Linked DNA regions of Mus musculus: all the other regions are linked to region 5. Evidence: chromatin contacts called from public HiChIP or PLAC-seq and promoter capture Hi-C data. All regions are on one chromosome and are shown on one strand. Each heading gives the region's core, a stretch centred on a gene start, on an enhancer-like site or on the middle of the called end of the contact. The rest is flanking DNA. Distances are from core to core; before and after follow the strand shown. Region 1 holds the start of Cerkl (ceramide kinase-like). Region 2 overlaps Cerkl (ceramide kinase-like). Region 3 has its middle 38 kb from the start of Gm46751. Region 4 holds the start of Neurod1 (neurogenic differentiation 1). Region 5 holds the start of Dnajc10 (DnaJ heat shock protein family (Hsp40) member C10).

The links. Promoter capture Hi-C pulls out the DNA fragments that hold promoters and counts their contacts. HiChIP or PLAC-seq counts read pairs in DNA pulled down with a chosen protein or histone mark.
Region 1: a contact with region 5 is called in an H3K27ac HiChIP or PLAC-seq map of embryonic stem cells, with 4 times the contacts expected there. The contact joins the promoter of Cerkl here to the promoter of Dnajc10 in region 5.
Region 2: a contact with region 5 is called in a promoter capture Hi-C map of liver, with 4 times the contacts expected there. The contact joins the enhancer-like site here to the promoter of Dnajc10 in region 5. A contact is called at or near these places in 6 of 39 promoter capture datasets (the 3T3-L1 cell line, the C10 cell line, the HPC-7 cell line and 2 more), 2 of 484 Hi-C or Micro-C datasets (both in liver) and 3 of 115 datasets of contacts at active chromatin or transcription factors (embryonic stem cells, pancreatic cancer cells and stem cell-derived neural progenitor cells).
Region 3: a contact with region 5 is called in a promoter capture Hi-C map of liver, with 4 times the contacts expected there. The contact joins the enhancer-like site here to the promoter of Dnajc10 in region 5. A contact is called at or near these places in 13 of 39 promoter capture datasets (the 3T3-L1 cell line, 3T3-L1-derived adipocytes, the HPC-7 cell line and 7 more) and 1 of 115 datasets of contacts at active chromatin or transcription factors (bone marrow-derived macrophages).
Region 4: a contact with region 5 is called in a promoter capture Hi-C map of neural stem cells. The contact joins the promoter of Neurod1 here to the promoter of Dnajc10 in region 5. A contact is called at or near these places in 2 of 39 promoter capture datasets (hippocampal neurons and neural stem cells) and 2 of 115 datasets of contacts at active chromatin or transcription factors (pancreatic cancer cells and stem cell-derived neural progenitor cells).

Annotation. Positions count from the first base shown.
Region 1 is chr2:79,427,734-79,430,433 of GRCm38.p6, reverse strand. It overlaps Cerkl (ceramide kinase-like), which reads left to right and starts at 1,446. Exons shown (of 13, transcript NM_001048176.1): 1 at 1,446-1,732. The coding sequence starts at 1,543.
Region 2 is chr2:79,367,914-79,370,613 of GRCm38.p6, reverse strand. It overlaps Cerkl (ceramide kinase-like), which reads left to right. Exons shown (of 13, transcript NM_001048176.1): 3 at 1,803-1,934. Among named protein-coding and RNA genes, the nearest start is that of Gm22606, 21 kb to the right of the region's middle. Within about 2 kb of position 1,388, at least 109 of the 459 cell types and tissues checked have an H3K27ac peak or open chromatin away from gene starts, as enhancers often do. A contact at or near this core is called in embryonic stem cells, liver and pre-B cells, where this site is marked.
Region 3 is chr2:79,596,036-79,598,735 of GRCm38.p6, reverse strand. It overlaps a transcript of Itprid2 not described here. Among named protein-coding and RNA genes, the nearest start is that of Gm46751, 38 kb to the left of the region's middle. Within about 2 kb of position 1,440, at least 40 of the 459 cell types and tissues checked have an H3K27ac peak or open chromatin away from gene starts, as enhancers often do.
Region 4 is chr2:79,455,195-79,457,894 of GRCm38.p6, reverse strand. It overlaps Neurod1 (neurogenic differentiation 1), which reads left to right and starts at 1,259. Exons shown (of 2, transcript NM_010894.3): 1 at 1,259-1,344.
Region 5 is chr2:80,314,032-80,316,731 of GRCm38.p6, reverse strand. Dnajc10 (DnaJ heat shock protein family (Hsp40) member C10) reads right to left here and starts at 1,266. Exons shown (of 23, transcript NM_024181.2): 1 at 927-1,266.

The DNA of each region.
Region 1 (2,700 bases), core at 197-2,696, 890 kb after region 5:
AAGCCCTGAAGGAGACAACTCATCAGAGAGAAAGTGTGGGAGCATGGGCCCTATTGTTTCCATCTTCATGGCAAGACAAAGCCAATGTTTGCAACTCCTGGTCTTCCTGAAGCTTGACAAATGGCAACCTGCCCCTTTGTAAAGGTCCTAAGAAGTAGCCATTGCCTTGGCCTGTTTGCCTTGGCTCTCAGCAAGTTTTTAAAATGCCAGGGAGCTTGAGTCTGCCAGACAGCTGTGAACTCAGGATGTTAACTCTAGAAGTGAACTCTTCCTGGAACTGGCACAGCTCTTACCTACCAGTGGCTGCCTATGAGAGACTTAGTGGAAGATGGATGGAATCCTTAAGTAATAGTACAGAAACCCCAGTTTTAAATCACCCTTCAATGCCTGACCACCCCCTCATATAAGGACTTCACAAAACCTCTTTACTTGCCTAGTCTGCAAAAACACTAGGCTCTTGTTTTCTGATTGCAATTCTCAGCCTAAATCCTAGACTTTCAGAGGGAAGTATTTCTGGAACCTGGATTCCATCCCTGGAGATTGCAAATTGATCGTTTTGAAATGTGGCCAGGACAACTGGATTAAACAGCAACCGCCCTCCCCGGGCCACTCTATTGTGCAATCACAGCGGGAGAACTGCCCCTCCTACCAGGAGGAAGTTAACGGTGAGCTCTGGAGGCCTCCTTTTGCATGATGGTCAAGTTTGGGTGAGTAAGCTCTGCTCTTTGCAGTTTGCAGCTGTCGCATCCAGGTAGAGCTAAGGGATCCATACACTACACTATGGAGGTGATTGAAGGTAATATCAACTTTGTGAGGTGTACATTTGTCTATGCAAATCAGGGGTTTACTCTTACTCCTGGGCAGTCAAACAGATGTAGTCACACAGGTAATGTAGCTCCTTGGGGGAATCTCAGAGGACACCCCTGAGAAGATAGACAGAGCCTTGCGCACTGAAACTCCTTTGTGTCTCTTGGCCAGCAACTTCTGCAGTCACCCAGTAAGCAGATTCTTACTGTTCAATTTTATTTTTTTTTATTTATTTATTTATTTATTTATTTATTTATTTTTTATTATTTTTGGACAGTGTCTTACACGTGCTCCCGACGGCTGTAGAACGCACTATTTAGCGCTGGCTGGTCTGGAACTCAACTTCACCTGCCTCTGCCTCCTGAGTGCTGGAACTGAAGGCTTGTGCCACAACTCAGAATTTTGGATTCTCTTTAGATTTATCTGACAAGAACCTGCACTTCATTTAACAAGAGACTAGGTGATGCCTAAGCAATCCAATTTGGGGGATGCCTGGCAAACTCCCGGAGCTCAGCCAGGAAAATTCATACTAGCAGCATGGTCCAGAGAGGACAGTGGCCCTCTCTGGGGGCAAAAGAGAAAGCTCCCGGGGCTCCTCCCTTCCGCCCCGCCTTCCTTCAGGAGCTTTTGGTTGCCTTGGCAGCGTGGGACAAGGCCCAGGCAGTGGCTGTAGCCACACTTCCTTCCCACGAAGATTTCTGGTGGCTCCCCAATTCGGCCCAGCACCGCGTCACCATGTTCCGGGGGAGACGCAGGAGCCGGGTGGGCGCCCTGGAGGAGGCGCCTCCGGAGAACCCAAAGGCAGCTGCTGAACCCGAGCGGGTTTTGCTGCGTGGCATCTTCGAGATCCGGAGGGAAAGCTGCGATGTGGCGTTGGGCGAGCGGGCCCTGCGGTGGCGACGCATCCAGCCCGAGCTCCCGGCTGGTGAGTGGCGGCCCCCTACCTTCCCACGCCCCCCACACCCTGCTGCCGCCACGCCCTTCTGCCGCCACCGACACCCCTCTGACCCTCCGCCCCCAGCCTCCTGTAGGGGTTGTGATTGCAAACCAGGAAGTTGCAGTTCCCCTTCCATCGGGAACAAGTTTTGAAACCCGATTTTTAATGAATTTCTATAGAATATCACACCACAGATTTGTGCTTTACTTAAACTTACCTTCTATTGACTTAAAGTCTTTTTTCTTTTTTTCTTTTTCTTTTTTTTTTTTTAAACAAGAAAATGCGATGCTGCAATTTGCAGTAGAAATATTTCAGGTCGGCTTCAGTTAGACCTGTCTTGGAGAACAGTAGAATGTGGTTCACAGTCTGGTTTTAATTAGCTACGAGTTTATGAAATTAAAAACAGCTGATTCCCCCCACCTTCAGAGGGAAAAAATACTCCTTGTGCCACAGTCTGTCATAGAATGGAAAAGTCATTGTTTGAAAGTTTCTTGTCCAAACGTCTAACTAAATGAAACCATCCAGTCAGGGACCAGAATTAGTGAGGAGTGTGAATTCCACCTGAGCCACATGTGCAGTGCTGTTCACTCAAGCAAAGCTACTTTGGGCTTTAAGCAAAATGTTTTCACGGCCTTTGAAAGCCCAAGGTGAAGAAGTATTTCCCGATTCTTTAGATTCTTTAATATTACAAGCAAGGTGCAGGGATGTGGGATCTTTCTTTTAACCTGTAAATCAGCCTGAGTTGGGGAATATAAATGTAACTAGAATCTCGATTAGCCCAAGGAACCAATTTAAGCTACAAGCTTTTAGAGACTGCAGTGCAACAATACTGCACCCCACCCTCCCTTGTAGGTCACTGCTACAGCACAAAGACAAATAGTGACAAGAGGAAAGAAATCCTGTTTTGTAGTGAGTGGTGACTGAGGAAAAGGAGGTTTAATTAGCACTCCTGGTAA
Region 2 (2,700 bases), core at 139-2,638, 950 kb after region 5:
CGGGTGTTGACCTGGCTCTGTGTGCTCGCTTACGCTGGCAGCACCTAGAAGTTCCAGCCCTGTCCGACTGTTAATTGGAGAGTAATGAAGAAGGCATTCTGTGTTGAGAAGGAAGCCTCACGCAAATACTACTTTCTTCAAGAAGGCTTTTCCAGAACCCTAAGAAGTAGCACTGCCTCAAACACCCCCAATATACCCCAGGACACCCCCATACACTCCCACCCCCATACACTCCCACCCTACAAACTCCCGTCCCGTCCAGTTCCACCCCCACAAACTCCCATAGTGTTTCATGCCTCTGCTTTGAGTCTAGATGCCCTTGTGCTGTTGCTTCCTACCATCACCATCTTCTCTGGCCAGGTTAGAAAACAAACCTCCCATAAGTCTCTTGAAGGTTGATGTAAGAGAAGGCGATGAACTGGCTTCAGGACACATTTGCATTCTCTGATGGCCACTTTAAGGGGCCTGGGCAGTAGTGTCCACAGCAGAGAGGCCAGGGCAGCTTTGGAACAGTGAAGCACTGACCGGAGTAGCTACGCTGGAGCTATGCAAATCTGGGAAAGCATACTGGCACAGACATGGGGCCCTCCCTGTACCAGAGTGGGTTAGTGGTGAGTGATACACAAGGCCCAGGAGCTAGCACTTGCAATGTAGGATTCTCAGTGCTCATCCAAATAGAAGAGCTGAAAAAAGCGAGGCATGGGGCATGGAAGGGGGGCGGCGGGGTTGGGGGTGGGGGAGTGTCAGCATGTGTGACCAGGAGACCGATGAAGCTCCTTACAAAACAGACCCTGAGGCCTTCCTGAGAATGTCCAAACACTTCAACACGGCTCTTCTGTTCCTCATCCCATGCCCTCCCTGATTTCAAAACAGTATGTAGGACTTAAAAAAGTCTATTACTTCAAATATAATGAAAGAGAAAAATATTCTAAGTATAGTATAAAACACAGTTGGATATAAATGGACATTTACTTTCATTTATCTTTAGTGATGATTTTATTCAAAACGAATGTTAACTGCTTTTGTAACCTTAAAATGCTGTCTTCCGAAAGCAGCTTACTACAAAAGAAATGGTTGTCAGCTTCCGTTTGGCTCCTGCCCTTTCCTAACAACAGACAATTTGCTCTGCACCTGCTCCAAGTGGGTTCTCAGTGCTAAGCGTCTTGCAGAGCCCAGAAAATTGCAATATCAAATCTCAGTCCCAACTGTGAGGCAGCACAGTGACCGATTGCCTCTGAGAGGTGGGTGCTTTCCCAATCCCCAAGGGAGAAGCACTTTCGCCCCTGCTCTCTCCTGGGATTTGAACTCTGACCTAAAGCCCTGTGTTAGCTACCAGCATGCACTGCGCTGGTTGAAAACAGTAACCCCTCCCTGCTTGCTCAATTCTGTCCCTGGAGTCATGGGGAAGGTCAGATGTCAGTAGGCCTGGGGTCAGTAGGTGTCCTGTTCCAGTATATGTAAATATCAAAGGAGAAATGCACCTCCCTGTTTGTCACAGCCCACAGCCTGTCTCCCTCCGTAAAGCAGCGCCTGATCTGTGCGTGGGTCAGCAGGCATCAGCCGTGCTTTCATGTTTGTGAGCTGCTACTGTTGTTTATTTATTTCCTTCTTTCTGTATAAAATGTTCCCTATGACACACGGTTTACTCGAAGAGGGAGCGCATCGTGTTTCACCTGTAGGGAAGCAGCCGGTTAAAATGACGTCACATCCAAGGGAGACTATAAGGCGCAAATAGCAAATGCCATTGAGATATGAGTGGGATATTCTGATGGACAACCTAACCTTACTCATTTTCATTTTAGGTTTCACAAGCAGGCCCAAGGCTCTCAAGATCCTCCTCAACCCCCAGAGTCACAGAAAGGAGTCTGTCCACGTCTATTACGAGAAGGTGGAGCCTCTGCTGAAGCTTGCGGGCATAGAGACTGATGTGACAAGTGCGTCTGTTGGTTTGTTTGTCTGTTTGTGTCTGTGTGTAAGGGTACCACTTAAAGCTCCACAGGGAGCCCTCAGCCATCCTATCTAAGCACGGACGGTGCTCCTAACAGTAGGGCTTTCTTCCTGTGTCCCCTTCCTGTGTCTCGTAACCTGGGCGAGCGTCAGAGCTGCCATTCTTTTATCGTGCTATTTTGTATTGCAATAGCAATATTTTAAACTTCTGTATTGAATGGTTTGGATGTCAAGTTGACACAAGTTAGAGTCATAGAGAGGAAGGAGCCTCAGTTGAGAAAATGCCCACTTGAGATCCTACTGCTGAAGGCATTTCCTCAATTAGAGATGTAGGCGGGAAGGGCCTGAGTTGGCGGTCCTGGGTTCTATAAGAAAGCAGACTAAGCAAGCCGTGAGAAACAAGCCAGTAAGCAGCACGCCTCCATGGCTTCCGCATTCGTGTCTGGCTCCAGGATCTTGCCCTGTTGAGTTCCTGTCCTGCTATTCTTCAGTAACGAACAGCAACTTGGTTTTTGGTTGTGGTGTTTTGTCGAAGCAGTAGAAACTCTGATACAGGTGACTTCTTTCATGGTGACAACCGTTAGGTATTATTTGAAAGGAAACTATGGTTTTTGACATCTTCGAGAAGACGTATGCTACTTTCGAATTTCTGCCTAGTGTTTTTCTGTGGCTCCCTTGGGTTGGTTTTTTGTTCTGACCCTGACCCCTGCTGGTGAGGTCAAAGCTAAGCACTATGCTGCTGTTTTTAAGTTG
Region 3 (2,700 bases), core at 191-2,690, 720 kb after region 5:
TTCAGGTAAGCCAGCAAAAAACAAAACAACAACAAAAAACAAACAAACAAAAAAAAACCCCTCAGATCAGTTGTCTCAGAATACAATGAGGGGAGGGGAGGGGAGGGGAGGGGAGAGGAGGAAGGAATATTGACTATTGGCTCACAGAACAAGTAGGACAACATATGGGGTTTAGTTTTTAAGTCTTTGGGCCAAAATCAAAATCACACTTACAACCTTGGTAACCAGAAAGAATCCTGTTCCTGGAATACTTGTAGAAACCTGAGTTAGTCGTAAGCTTCTTAGGAAAGAATTCATCCTTTGTTTGATTCTGCAGTGATTCCTGATGAGAAGGGCAAGCAAGACCCACTCACGGTCAGAGTAGCCAGAGCTGTGCTGTAACTGCAGGTATAAGTATCCCTTGGAACCTTAAACAATCATTGGTTGCGAATGATTTTATTCTGTAGGCAGTGATCACACGAGGCCTGTCCTTGCTGGGTCTTTATCTCCTATGCCAGTTGGTGTTAGCACAACCGACTTCATACACAAGCTTGTGAAACTCAAAGCAGATAGCACTGATGGAATTTCACGGTGTAGATGAGTCAAAGCGGGAATTAACCTAAGTTCCTTTTCGAAATCTCATCAATATTATTCAAAAATAGAAATGAAGGGAACTGAAATGTTAATATTCCAGAATAAAATAATTCCACTCAGTTTAGGCCGTTTGGTCATTTCAAAGTCCAGCTTCTGGTGTTCCTTAAATCAGGCTGCTCACCTTTCCCATGCCAATAAATCTGTTACTGCCTATGGACAAAGATAAAATTCCTCTGTAATCTACTTTCACAAATAGGCTACTGATCAAAAGCTCCATTCAGCACTTTATTAAGATTTTACATTTTATGTGGAGATGAAAAAAAAAAGCTTTCTATAGCCTAATGCCAAGTTCTGCTTCCTGAATTATCTACAACAAACAGCATTAAAATACAACATTTAGAATAGTATCTGGACTCTTCCTGACATTCCAGAGACATACTTGAAATCACTAATGCCAGAAGAAGCTAAAAACAGTGAAGGAAATTACAGAAGTGTTTGACTGCCATCCAAAAGATTCTAACAGTTCACTCAAAAGAAAAAGACTCTCCATTCTACAAGCATCGAAGGCTCTGTGCCAAAGAAGGCTAAAGATTTTAATGGACTGGCAAATATATAGCAAGCGACAAAGTAGTTTTGATCAGTACTAGAACTTTTTCTTTATATTTTCAACTGCTTCATAAGAAAAATTAAAGAAAAGAACCAGGAATGGTTTTTATATGAAGGGCTCCATTCCATCAATCTTTTATAGCAAATAGGGCCTTTCAACACTTAAATCCTGGATTCTCAGGTCTTCCTCATGATCCTGTCTCCACTGGAACACAGGGAACAATTCCTTGGCTTATGAATAAGCATGAAATTTGACACCCTTTCTTTCCCTTTTCAGACATGACTCATTGCTCTTGATGTAATCCCCAAGGTCCTGAGGCTCTTTAAAGCACAGAGACAAAAGCAACATCTTTAATTCAAACTGGTTTACCCAGAGAATTCTGATAGTTCTTCTCCACTGACTTCTTATGCATTATAAAACTAAGTGCTCTGAGTGTCTTGCCTTCCCTTTCTCTGGGGAAATAGATGCCTAAAAGTTACAAAGGGAACAAGACTGGTAGGAGTTGAGTCCAGCTTATCAGTTCTACTTAGCCTCTCATTATCTCCAGGATGCTATTGAACTCTACCTTTGGGAGTATTTTATTTTTAAGGTTTGAGATCTTTTTTTCTTCCAGACTCATCTGCCTTTGGGTACAAAGAACAAGTGAAATGAGGTCTTTCTTAAAAGCCAGTCTCATTTAAAATCTGACTCCTGCTGAGTAAAAATTACCACTCCAACCCTTAGATTTGAAAGGTGCTGCAGTTGATTTAAGGGGTCTTGAAATACCAGAGTGAATTTTGTGGTCTTTCAAGCAATATTCAAAATTTCACTTAGCCGTCATCGAAAATACAAAACAATGAATAAAAGCTAAGGCTATGTTACTATTCTAGAAATACTTGATCCCAAGAGAAACCATTTCTTGCTTTGGAAGATGACAAGAGTGAAGGTTAAACAATCTTTTTTTTTAAGTTGAAAGAAAGAGAGAGAAAGAAAGAAAGAAAGAAAGAAAGAAAGAAAGAAAGAGAGAGAGAGAGAAAGAAAGAAAGAAAGAAAGAAAGAAAGAATAGAAGAGAAAAGAGAGAAAGAGAGAGAGAGAGAGAGAGAGAGGGAGGGAGAGAGAGAGAGAGAGAGAGAAAGCCAACAGAAACAACCGACCGCTCCATTGGACAAGTTATTTCAGCAGATGTTCACTGTCCCAGGGAAAATTCACCCCTACTTTGCAGCTTAGCATTTGCACATTTTGAAGCTTAAATATTTTTTCATTTGAAGTGAACCATATGGTCTGAGTGAGATTATAAATACAAGTGGTTACATTTTACTAAATAAGTACAAAGCAAGAACACCAATAGCTACTACCCAGATTTCTTTTATTTTTTTCCCATATTTTATTAGGTATTTACTTCATTTACATTTCAAATGCTATCCTGAAAGTTCCTATACCCTCCCCCCACCCCACTGCCCCTACCCACCCACTCCCACTTTTTGGCCCTGGTGTTTCCCCTGTACTGGGGCATATAAAGTTTGCAAGACCAAGGGGCCTT
Region 4 (2,700 bases), core at 10-2,509, 860 kb after region 5:
CTCCTTATTTAAGAATAGATAAGGCTATTCCACAATAGACTTTGCTTGACTCAAAACACAGAGTCCCCAGAAAGGGAAACAGCACATTGAATAGAGTTTTATTGCAGCTTCTCTTTGAGCTTCTTCTGACCAAGGCCCCAGAGATTGAGCACTAGGGGCTCAAGGAAGGCTGTGATTGAATTATGGTCTGTGTCAGAGATGAAATTCCCACCTCTGGTGCGGGGTTGTTTAATCTTAGCATTCCCTAGATGAGCTAGCTGAGGTCATTCATTACTCCAGGAGCATCTGAAAACCAACGGAGCCAAGGTCTGCTGGCAAAAACTAGCTTTAGACACAAAATTCTAGGGTTTAGAGTTGAAGACTCTTAGTGAAGTCTCTGGGGTAGGAGCAGGTGACCGTTAGGTTTACATTTGGAGTGTTCAAGTGTAGGGTATGGAAGCTGACTTGCAAAGGATTCTAGAAGATGCTCTAGTCAGGAAGGTTGAGTCAAGGCTGTGTTTCCAGATGAGGTCGTTTTTATATGAAATAAATGTTTGCCTAGAGAGGTGATGGAGATTAGAAGCCAGCCACCCTTTGGTGGCAATAAGCAAAGCCTCTGCTAAGAGGTAGAAGCTAAGAGATGGGCCTCTCCAGAGAGAACAAAGTCAAACTGCACCACCGGAGACCATTGTCAAGGGAAGGACCCTTCAGTGCACCTCAGTATCTGGGATTGTGAGTGGTTCACCTCTGTCTACCTCTCTGCGCTAAAGCAGTCTTCAGGCTAGGACATAGACTCAGTGATCTTTCTTTACCTTTCCAGCTCGCCTCCCGCAACCCCCCCCCCCCCCACATGTCCTCTGTCTTCTGCTGCCACAAAGGGTTAATCTCTCCTGCGGGTAAAAACAGGTCCGCGGAGTCTCTAACTGGCGACAGATGGGCCACTTTCTTCTGGCCACAAAGGGGCCGGAATGGAGCGCTCCGCGGCATACAAATAGGCAGGTCACGTGGTTCCCGGCTCTTGGCTGGACCGGGAAGACCATATGGCGCATGCCGGGGAGGAAGGAGCAGGGGCGGAGGTACTGTGGGGGTGAGGGGAGTGGTGGTGGAAGGGGGCGGGAGGAAAGTTCTGGGGAGGGGTGAATGAGGGCGGGAGTCGTTCAGTCTGGACGCGTGCGCGATTGCGGGGCGCAGGGACCTGCTCGTTGCTCAGCTCACGGCCCCGCCCGCGCTCAGCATCAGCAACTCGGCTATATAACCCTAGCGCCCGCGCCACCGGGACACGAGGAATTCGCCCACGCAGAAGGCAAGGTGTCCCGAGGCTCCAGGGTTATGAGATCGTCACTATTCAGAACCTTTTAACAACAGGTAATTATGATTCCTATTTTTTACTCTCCCGAGAATAAAAGCAATAATTGAAGAGCTGTACCTTGGTACTTTGCATGCGCACATTTGTGGAGTCGGTTGTCCCTATATTTGAGATCAGTGTCCCTCCTCGTAATTGCCCACAAGTACTCGCACGTAATGAGTCCCAGCACTCAAGTACCCCCTGCAGGCTTTCTAATTACATTTAATTTTTAATAGTATAGAAGCTTTTAGAATGTTTGGGGAGGGGAGTAACTGTAATTATTTGTAAGCGGTTATTTGAAAGTCCCCAAAGCAAACAACCACTTCCAGTTCTCACTTATTCAGGGGAGAAAAGGAGAGAAAGAGAAAAACAAAACAAAACAAAACAAACAAACAAAAACACCTGCTGCCCATAGTTTTATTTGGTGTACAGATATTTAGGCTCATCGTGCATATGAAACTATCTATTTCAGGAGAATGTAGTACTGGAAAACCGATTGGACTCTGAAATAGCTTAGCTGAAATGTAGGGAGAGGGGGAGAAAAGGAAGGAAATTTTCCTGCTACCTGTTACTGTCCCAGAGGCGGCCAAGTCCCCATGCTGGGGCCAGACATTCAGTTGTTTTACTAAAGGCTTTTTACAGTTCTTATGAGAAGCAGCACCTTCACCATTGCCAGTCGCTGACCATTGTAATTACTCCATCTTTTAAAGGGAGGTTTGAGGCGAACTTTGAAAAGCCCCAATAAAGAGCGGGCGGCCCTTTCAATGGGCTGTTTATTAGAGAGGAGCCTTTTGCACCTGATCCCCAGCGCGTGGGAGAGCCTCGCCTGGGAGCCAGAGCTTTTGTACAAGGTGGGAATTTAGCGGGGGCGTGGGGGGGGGGTGGTGAGGCAAAGAAAGAAAGGCAAGAGAGGGATGGAAGACTTGTGCCCACTTCTGTGGCCAAATGTGTTGTCGATAGGAAAATAATTTGATGGAAACTACCTTTCCTCCTCTGTGCATTGGCTCTCCCTTCCATATAATCTTCTTTAAAAATTGGGGTCAGTGCTAGGAAATTACGTAATGGCTTTTCAATTTATTTAAACCTCTAAGTAGTGCGAAGCCAGAGCAGAGATGAGTTCAGAGTATTCCATTTCCAAACTCATCGTTTTTGTGAGTTGGGAGTGACTTGGGACACAGTCAGAAAACCATGCACTCTGTACGCATTTCCACACAGGGCACCTGGCCAGATAATTGCCCTGCACACAGTTGAGCTGATCACTAGGAAAGGCACCCATAGCCACTCATGACAGGCCTAGTGGTACCTACTACGCAGCACCGAGGTACAGACACGCCAGCATGAAGCACTGCGTTTAACTTTTCCTGGAGGCATCCATT
Region 5 (2,700 bases), core at 17-2,516:
AGAGAATGCCTTCGAGGGAAAAACAAGGAAGCATGAAGCTTTTCCAAGAGGGTTGTACTTTTTTACATAACCGTTTAAGAACATCAGTATAAAAATAGATAACTTAAAAAAGCAGGCCACACAAGTTCTCTAAAGTGTTAGCACCAAGAGAAGATATTTTATAATAATTGCAAATCAATGCAATTTCACTGTAAAGCTCCTGTCTGGAGTAAAAACTAGGAAAACAAAGAGCACCAGGCATTGCTTGAGGGTAAAACCCTAACATTTAACCTTACAGCTAAACTAGTCCTCTTTAATATCTTCAAATGCTTTGGGGGAAAAAAAAAAGATCTAACTTCCCTAACCTCCTCAGTTTCAGCTCTCTTCCCTTAAGTCCGGATATGTTTCTAAGTATTTCTCCTTACCTGGGAACAGGCCTCACCTCACGTCTAACTCCCTTTTTTCACCCGCCTCCCCTAATAGCCCTTTGTAAAATATACTGACAGTAAAACAGAAATACCCAGACTGACAACCATCAGGAAGGAAAACAAATGAAGAACAAATCTCAACAAAGGCGACTTTGGGATAAGGTGTCCCTCGGCTTAGGGTGGGTTCAGGCAAAGCCTGGGAATAACTGAACAGCCTGGGGCCAGTGAGGCTGCAGGTAAACGCAGTGTTAATGAGGGATGCTGCCACCGCTCCAGAGCGGGATCGGGGAGAGGCGAAAGACAGAGGGTACGGGGCTGGCAAGGGTGCGCCTTGAGGTCCCAGGTCGGACCAGGGAGAGAGACCCCGAGTTAGAAAGTGCGAGCAGAAGGGGGCTCGCAGAGGTGGGGTGGAGGGGGCCGTGAAAACCCGGCGCAATGGGGGCACCGAGGCGGTGGGATGGGTCTGGCGTCCTCCCTCCCTGATGCCCCCGCAGTGCGTGGAGCCCGGCCCGCGCCCACCTCGGCGTCCTCAGCTACTGCCCCATCCTCAGGTCGCCGAGCTCCGGACCCGGCAGGACCGGACGCTGCCTGCGAACGCGCGCAGCAGCAATTCTGCCGCTCCCGTCGCGCCGGCGGGGCGGGGCCTGGCGCGGGGCATTGTGGGAAAGGCGTGGGCGAAGGCCGACGGGTGGCCAGCAGGGAGGGACGGGTGGGACCGCCGAGGCTGACGTGGCCTTCTGTGTGGCTGCGGCGGTGGCTGCGGGTCCCGCTCCTAGCCAGAGATAGGGAAGCATCCCGCAGCGCGGCCCACAGGCATCTTGCGGCCGTAGTCAACCGCTGGCGGAAGGAAGGGTGTGAAGCCCGCCTTTTCCGGTCCCGTTGCCAGGGCGACGGGAAAACCCGGGTGGAGAGATCCGGCTCTCTGGAGGTTTGGTTAAAGGGTGGGTATCCTTGAAAGGGCAGATTTGGCAGAAAGTGGAGAACTTGTCTGAATTGACCCCGTTGCCAGGGACCGGACAGAATAATTAAAGTTTTCTAGAAATAAAATTGTTTACAACTTTTATGTATCAACAAATATGAAGCGTTCTACAGGATTTCTGGATTTGTGAATCTGCCTTCTGATCCTCTCCTTTACTGGATTTGTTACAGAAACTGCAGTGTTTGAGTCATGACACTTTGACCGTTGAAGTAGACACATTAAAGTCCCTGAAAGAGGAAGTGATGGAAGCTGGTGGTAGTGATTTGAAATAAGTAGAAATTGATAGTGAGTCTTTGGGTAGTTAACCAGATGTCAGTTAATAATTTTATGGCTGTAGGACCTGTTGCTAAACCAACATATTGTAGGAAAGAAGCGGAAGTATAACGAACAAAGGCAGAAATATCAGAAAGAGCCTGAAGTAGCAGCTGTTAACCTGTACCAGGAACTGGCCGAAGTACACACGCGTTAACTCAGCCCTAAAATATTCTCGGGAGATACAGCTGATTATCATACACATGTCAAAATGGAAAATAAATGGGTAACTAAAAATTGAGGAAAATAAGATTAACACTTAAACAACCTAGTTCATTATGCCACGGTGATCCAAAACTCCTTAGAAAAAAATCTAAAAGCAAAACAGAGAACTGAAGAATCAAGTGGAAACTAATAGGTTTTTGTTACCATAGTGAATACATTTCAACTTATATTTTTAGATGGTAAGGAAGCTTCTTAAAGCTTTATTGTAAAGGACTGGAGTTGCATCTTACATAGTTTGCAACTCCTGAAGGGAGGATTCAAAGGAGATGCTTAGGAAAGGAAAAGCAGAGAAAACACAGACACACAGGCAGCATGCCACAAGTAATTTAAAGCAGTGTGTAAAACATTTTCTCTTCTCTGGGATATGTACTGGTGGGTAACAAGAGCAAAGACTTTCTGCTCCTAATAAATTGGATGATAGAGGGACACATTAGCCTGTTAGTTATTCAAATATATCTGTAATTAGGAAGGAAAAAATATGAAACACAGATCACAGTAAGACCAAAAGGTAGAAACGACCATCCAACAGCTTTCAGCTCATTTTAAGAGGTTTTATGGCTCAGTGGTTAAGATTACTGGCTGCTCTTCCAGAAGACAGAGTTCAATTCCCAACACCCACATGGCAGCCCACAACTATCTGTAACAGCAGTTCCAGAGGCTCTGGCACTCTTGCACAGACATGTAGGCAGAACACCAATGTGCATAAAAATAAACAAATCTTTAAAAATAAACTTAAAAGTCCTCCCCCTTTTCAATGGGAAGCTGAAGAAGAGTTTT